Linked DNA regions of Zea mays: region 1 is linked to region 2. A link is a contact called in public Hi-C data. All regions are on one chromosome and are shown on one strand. The core of a region is the stretch at or near the end of the contact, and the rest is flanking DNA. Distances in the headings are between cores, read along the strand shown. Region 1 holds the start of LOC103625946 (Tsr2248 protein). Region 2 holds the start of LOC103625942 (mitogen-activated protein kinase kinase 9).

Region 1 (3,336 bases), core at 535-3,034, 300 kb after region 2:
TTTGGTTGGCACTCAGGTAAAATTCATCTCTGTGCCTAGTGCCACTTTCTTTCTTGCTTCTTGCATTATCTGAATATACCATTATATTGTATAATCACTGGATCTTGTGCTGTTGGCATGCTTTTGCAATAACTATGTGGTGCTTAAGAATTAAAATGGGGCTGAGTTCTTGAAACAAAAGTTATTGGTGACTTGACTTTTATAGCATATGGAGACACCATTATTGTACTAATTTATCAGGAAAAATTATAATTGAACTGATTAATTTGGTGTGTCATGTTTATAAGTGCAACTATTGAACATTTTGTCTCCTCTATATGCTGCCTTTTACACGTCATGCTGATATTAAGTTATTGTGAATATAATATTGTATTGGCACATTGTTTTGTGCCATGGAACAGCCAAGGGTGGAAGCTGCTATGGTTAACGCCAGGATTCGGAAGACTGTTAAAGCAACACAAGCAAAGGTTGGGTACATTGGTCCTCCAGCTGACTTTAACTATGACCATGAACATCTTGGCACAGGACCACAGACCCTTGTTGAGATTACAGAGGGTCGTCATCCTTTCTGTTCAGTACTGCAATCTGCCAAGAACCCTGTCATCATTGCTGGAGCTGGATTATTTGAACGGGAAGACCAAGATGCCCTATTCTCAATGATTGAGACTGTAGCCAAGAGGTTCAATGTGACTAGACCAGACTGGAATGGCCTTAATGTCCTGTTGCTCCATGCTGCACAGGCTGCAGCTCTTGATCTTGGGCTTGTTGCTAATCCTGCCGAGAGCATCAAGTCAGCAAAGTTCTTGTATCTGATGGGAGCTGATGATATAAGCCTGGACAAGCTTCCAGACGATGCATTTGTTGTTTATCAGGGACACCATGGAGACAAGGCTGTCTATAGGGCCAACGTTATCCTGCCATCTTCAGCATTCAGTGAGAAGGAAGGCACCTACGAGAATACTGAAGGATGCACCCAGTGGACCATTCCAGCCGTTCCTACGGTTGGTGATGCTAGGGATGACTGGAAGATCATCCGTGCTCTTTCTGAGGTTGCTGGGGCTCTACTGCCTTACGACAGTCTCTCAGCTGTGAGGGACCGGATCAGTACGGTCGCACCTAATCTAGTACATGTAGACGAGAGGGAGCCATCCACAATCTCCGTCGAGGTGAAGCCGCCTGTAAAGCAAAAGGTCAGCTCGACGCCATTCAAAACTGTGGTGGAGAACTTCTACATGACTGATGCAATCACTCGAGCTTCGAAGATTATGGCCCAATGCAGTGCGACATTGCTGAAGAAGTGAGATTTGCACCCTTCGAGCTAATCTTCAGCAAACAACTTCTTAGTTCCCTCCCTTTTTTTTTTTACTTGCTACGAGTTTCGCCACCGTTGCTTGTTTTCTTGGGAGGTTTTGGTGTATAATTTGGACTGCCTCTAGATTTTCTTCAGAGCAGCAAAACCTGATCAGTACATCTCCGTGCTGTGTATGAGAAGCAGAGCATACTCAATAAGCTTGTTGCCCCAACTGAATCATCATACAAGTGACACAAACACATGATTTTGCCTTCAAATACTCGCCCCTTATGTTTGTTTGTAATGTGCAACTTGCCAAAAGATAGCAATCTAAATCATTGCTTGGTTAGGTTGTTAAAAGGATATTGCATGGTTATGTTGTTAGTGCGATTCAGGCGGTTAATAGTCTTGGTATTGTGTTTCCTAACAAAAAATTCACAGCTCTTAGTTTCTTACCTTGTTGCAACATCTATAAAGTCTGAGAGAACTTAAATTTTGTTAACGAGAGTTTGACAGCCGAGACCGAGACCGCTCGCAGATTACAGCTAGTTTCATCGTCCAGAACTTAACCAGTGGCGGCATGCTATGTCTTGATCTTGACATATAGTATACGCGGTACGCACACTGTATTGTCGCGTCCTCGTCCCTTGGCTGCCACACTGCAGAAACGACGACAGGTAGTGGCAGCACTCAGACCGCGCCTTATCCAACTGACTGACACCTCGCTCGCTCTGTCGCTCAGCCCTCACCCACCCAGCATGGTGCTCCAGCTCCACTGCGCCACACCGACCATCACCATCTCCCCGCCTCCCGCCCGCCCTCGTCACTACCCCCACCACCTCTACGGCGCCAGCGGAGCGCTCCAGGCCCCAGCTCGCGGCCTCGGGCACCTTCCCCGCCTCCTCGTCGGCGTCAGAGACCCGCGCGCCGACGGAGCGGTCTGTCACGTGAGGAGGCAGGTGCGGTACGACGAGGACGACGAGGAGGATGACGACGGCGAGGAGTGGGGCCACAACGAGGACGTCGCGAGGATGGAACGGTACAGCGAGGACGCCCGCGACCAGGCGCTCCTGGTGAAGGCCCGAGTGGACGACGAGGTCGAAGTCGTGCTCGTCTTCAGGGTACCCCGACAGACACTGACCTTACTATATGTTACAACGTTGTGTGCCGCTGTGACTGTGGCTCAAGTCGAGACCCATGGTTCGTTCTGTCGCAGGGCTTCTCGTCGAGCTTGAGCGGGGGAACGGCCGCGGATCCGGCGAGGAGCGTCCTGCCGGAGAGGGCGATCATACAGTCGGTCGACGTGGTGAAGGGGCCGTTTGACCCCAACAACATCGAGTACCTGGAGAAGGGAGTGGGATGGGAGGACTTCAGGAGCCGCCTGCGATAGTAACAGCACTAGCACATTGTGCTGTTGTTCTTTTAAGGCAATTTTATCTGCTTCCGACTGATCAGGCCATGCAATGGTCGTCCAAAACCAGAAATGTACAGTTGGTCATCCTATCCCACAATTTCATTTTGTAGCATCTGACAGATTGTCCAGCCTGGCACCCCACCCAATAAAAGTATGGAGGCCATCAAGGCAGTAAAATCAACAAAGAATACATATATACTCTTATATCAACTGGAGACCAGAACATCCTCCCATAACACAATCGCGTGAATGGGCCAAGACGGCCAAATAAGCATGTGTTCGGCAAAAGACTCGCGAAAATCACGTGCAAGGCCTCCAGGGTAAATTCAAATGTAAAAAAAGAATTGATCATTCTACTGCAATCCATACGTGTGCTGCTGCGGTTGTACATTCTACGATCCACCAGTGGCTGTCACAAACCAATCATTTCCATGCGACAGAGTCGATCTCATTCCTTGCAGATTTGTACAGCTCTAGCCTCTTGACCAGGGCATCCCTCTTCTCCATCAAAGCGGGGTCCTCGTCCAACATCGCACTCAGCTGTTTCTTCTGGATTGTGAAAGCAAAGCAAATGAGGGAAAGAACAATATTCGATGTTATCCACACAGACTTGCAGAGTTGTATTGCATAA
Region 2 (3,279 bases), core at 328-2,827:
GCTGAGATATGAACGTCATTTTGTGGGCTGAGTTAACACTATTAAGGCTTGTTCGGTTGTACCCTAATCCATATGGATTGAGGGGGTTTAAATCCCTAGTAAGTCAAAATCCTCTCCAATCCGTATCAATCCCCTCCAATCCATATGGATTGAAAATAACCGAACAAGTAAGTGTTGGTAACAATATAGGGGCATGGAAGGCCATACATGTAAACTTTTAAAAGATAAGGATAAATGGTAGGGGGCAACCATGTAACAACTCTTTTCTCTAACACAACAAACTTCTTTTAATCTGAGCACAGCGTAACATCACTGGCTACCAAGTTTGTTACATGACCAGGAAAGTTATCTAACCAAACAAAAGATGCACCATGAAGCATACCAACTCCCTCGCTAGCTAAACAGTGAGCTACAACATTACATGAACGTGGTGCATGACTAATTTTGACAACACTAAAATCTGATGAGATTAAGAACTTGACCTCCCTGATCACAACACCTTTAAAGGCAGCATCCCAATCCTTTGATAACAGTGCAGTCTTCAGAACTTGACAATCAGTATCCGATTCAATGTACATTATATTTTTTTCAACTGCAAATTTTATTGCCTGGAAGCAAACGGTAGCTTCAGCTTGAAGGGGGTTTGCTAGGGATTGGATGTTCCTTGTTCCTGCTGCCAAAACTGCTCCAGTATCATCCCTAGCAATGAAGCCCCAGCCTCCAGACTTGGTATCTTCTATGAACGTCAAAATTGATTTTAAGAAACCTAGGACTCGGCCTTTTTGAATTATGCACTGTTTTATCTAGAGAGGCACTCTTTTTTTTTTTTGAAAAAAAATCCAAATATTTAAAGTAAAGACTCTGAATCTGCAGGCCCATCTGGCTAGCTGTTTTTTTACTTTGTCCAGCGTTTACTGCATTCCTTTCCTGGTAAATTGTCTACATGGTTGTTACTACTTTCATTTGTAACCCCTTTTGATAAAGAGTTACATTTGATTTCACGCAAAATGATCTCTTTATCTTTTTATATAGCAATATTAACCATGTTAGTCACGCGAAACTCAAGAGTGGTCTCGATTTGTGTTTTTAACTGGAAATTAGAGGACGGTGTAAAGCCTCTAGGTCGCGACTGATGGCACACGGCACTCGCAGCGCCATTAACAAATCAAGCCACGTTCATTCCCGAATGGAGGGCCTTTGTTGACTCCCTCCCTCTGTTGAATTCGGAACAACCTGACTGGATAGTACTGTATGACCTCTCGTTTCATCAAGCTAATCCATGGTGTAATTAATTTTGTAGGAAAAAATATGTGCAGGCGTGCTGAATTGCTAATTACTTACTGTGTAATCGTTAATGATTATCCTGGGGATCTTTTCGGCTGATCTGCCAGTTTAGAATGACACTGCTATTCTATGCTGACGGCGGAGGCGTCAAGATTGCGAGCTGCAGGATCATGCTGTCTCCATCTCCGTGTCATCCATGATCCATCTCATAGGCTAGAGTGCCCAAGGTGTTCGGAGATATATGCCCATTCGAACTTTCTTAACGCCTACCTGCAATGCAATGCAGTGCTTGCATCGAGCAGAAAGTTCGCCATCGTTTTCCAAGTAAAAAATCTGGGATAAAAAATGGAAAGAAATTAAATAAAAAATATATCGGTCCTTGCGTGTCACTCTCTATCATAATCAGCTCAAATGCTAAATTAATCGGACTGCTGAGTATAAAGGCATACCATATCTGTACCAAAAATCCTCCCTTTCCCATCTCAAGCTATTTTCCTGCTTAGTGAGCTTAATGGCTCTGACGGCCAGAGTGAGGAGGCTTCCCCAGTTGCACATCTCGCTCGACGTCCCCTCGTGCGCCTTCCGTCACCACAACCCGCCCGCGGCGGCCTCGACGTCCGCGTCGCGAGCCAGCGGTGAGTTCCGGCTCTCGGACTTCGACAGGCTCGCCGTGCTGGGGCGCGGGAACGGCGGCACGGTGTACAAGGTCGCGCACCGCCGGACGTCGGCGCTGTACGCGCTCAAGGTGCTGCACCGCGGCGACCCCGGGGCCGCGTCGGAGGTGGACGCCCTGCGGCGGGCCGACAGCTCGCCGCACGTCGTGCGGTGCCACTCCGTGCTCCCCGCGGCGGCCCCCGGCGAGGTCGCGCTCCTGCTCGAGCTCGTGGACGGCGGCTCGCTGGACGCCGTCGCGGCCCGGCGCGGGGCGTTCGCCGAGGCCGCGCTCGCCGAGGTCGCGGCGCAGGCGCTGGCCGGCCTGGCGCACCTCCACGCGCGCCGCGTCGTCCACCGCGACGTCAAGCCGGCGAACCTCCTCGTCAGCGCCGCCGGGGAGGTCAAGATCGCCGACTTCGGCATCGCCAAGGTCCTCTCGCGCGCCGGCGACCACTGCGCCGCCTACGAGGGCACCGCCGCGTACATGAGCCCCGAGCGGTTCGACACGGAGCGCCACAGCCACGCCGACCCCTGCGCCGCCGACGTGTGGAGCCTGGGCGTCACCGTTCTGGAGCTTCTCATGGGCCGGTACCCGCTGCTCCCTGCCGGGCAGAAGCCCAGCTGGGCGGGGCTCATGTGCGCCATCTGCTTCGGCGAGCTGCCGTCGCTGCCGGACGGCGCAGCGTCGCCGGAGCTCCGTGCGTTCGTCGCCGCCTGTCTTGAGAAGGACTACACCAAGCGCGCGTCTGTGGCACAGCTTATTGCGCACCCGTTCGTCGCCAGAAGAGACGTCGCGGCCTCCAAAGACGCGCTCCGGCGACTGGTGGCCGGGGCCTGAATTGACTGCGCCGCTTAGGCATTAGATTGACCACACAGCCGTATGATCGTACATTTGTACACATGTGCATAGCTCTTTCTTACACAGTTTAGTAATCTAAACAAAATATTGTAGAAGTCCAGCTGCTGCCGCAGCGAACAACTAACATGGAACACTATATGAAGACAAAAAAAAAGAGAACATGATTCAACAAGGATTGCTTTAACTTGGTTGGACGAAATTTGTTGAACCAAGTTCAACAAGATACATGCGAGGACAAGAATCGCATTATTTGTCACATTTACGTGTGGAGCCTGAGTGGCCCATATGGCAGACAATACATCGGGCCTGTTTGGTAGAGTTTCTTTAAGAGTTTTTCTAATAATCTAGATTTGTGGATAATTTAGTTATCACGAGAATCTAAATATTATGGAGTATGGAGTTTAAGTCTGGAGTAAGATAAAGTTCATTGAGTTTAGAATTTAGAAAGTGACAGATTACTCTTATCATGACAACTTGATGTG

What was found. Hi-C and Micro-C count contacts between places; a contact is called where the count stands out from the background.
Region 1: a contact with region 2 is called in a Hi-C map of tassel, with 4 times the contacts expected there. The contact joins the promoter of LOC103625946 here to the promoter of LOC103625942 in region 2. A contact is called at or near these places in 2 of 25 Hi-C or Micro-C datasets (ear and tassel).

The regions. Positions count from the first base shown.
Region 1 is chr5:11,289,450-11,292,785 of Zm-B73-REFERENCE-NAM-5.0, forward strand. It overlaps LOC103625946 (Tsr2248 protein), which reads left to right and starts at 1,785. Exons shown (of 2, transcript XM_008646351.4): 1 at 1,785-2,412; 2 at 2,508-2,915. The coding sequence starts at 2,050. The coding sequence ends at 2,681. LOC100191453 (NADH-ubiquinone oxidoreductase subunit) reads left to right here. Exons shown (of 5, transcript NM_001136886.1): 4 at 1-16; 5 at 402-1,566. The coding sequence ends at 1,301. It overlaps LOC100285153 (dynamin-related protein 1C), which reads right to left. Exons shown (of 16, transcript NM_001158047.2): 16 at 2,791-3,254. The coding sequence ends at 3,129.
Region 2 is chr5:10,992,258-10,995,536 of Zm-B73-REFERENCE-NAM-5.0, forward strand. LOC103625942 (mitogen-activated protein kinase kinase 9) reads left to right here and starts at 1,578. Exons shown (of 1, transcript XM_008646346.4): 1 at 1,578-2,991. The coding sequence starts at 1,796. The coding sequence ends at 2,776. All of the region lies in intron 2 of LOC103625943 (exportin-2), which reads left to right.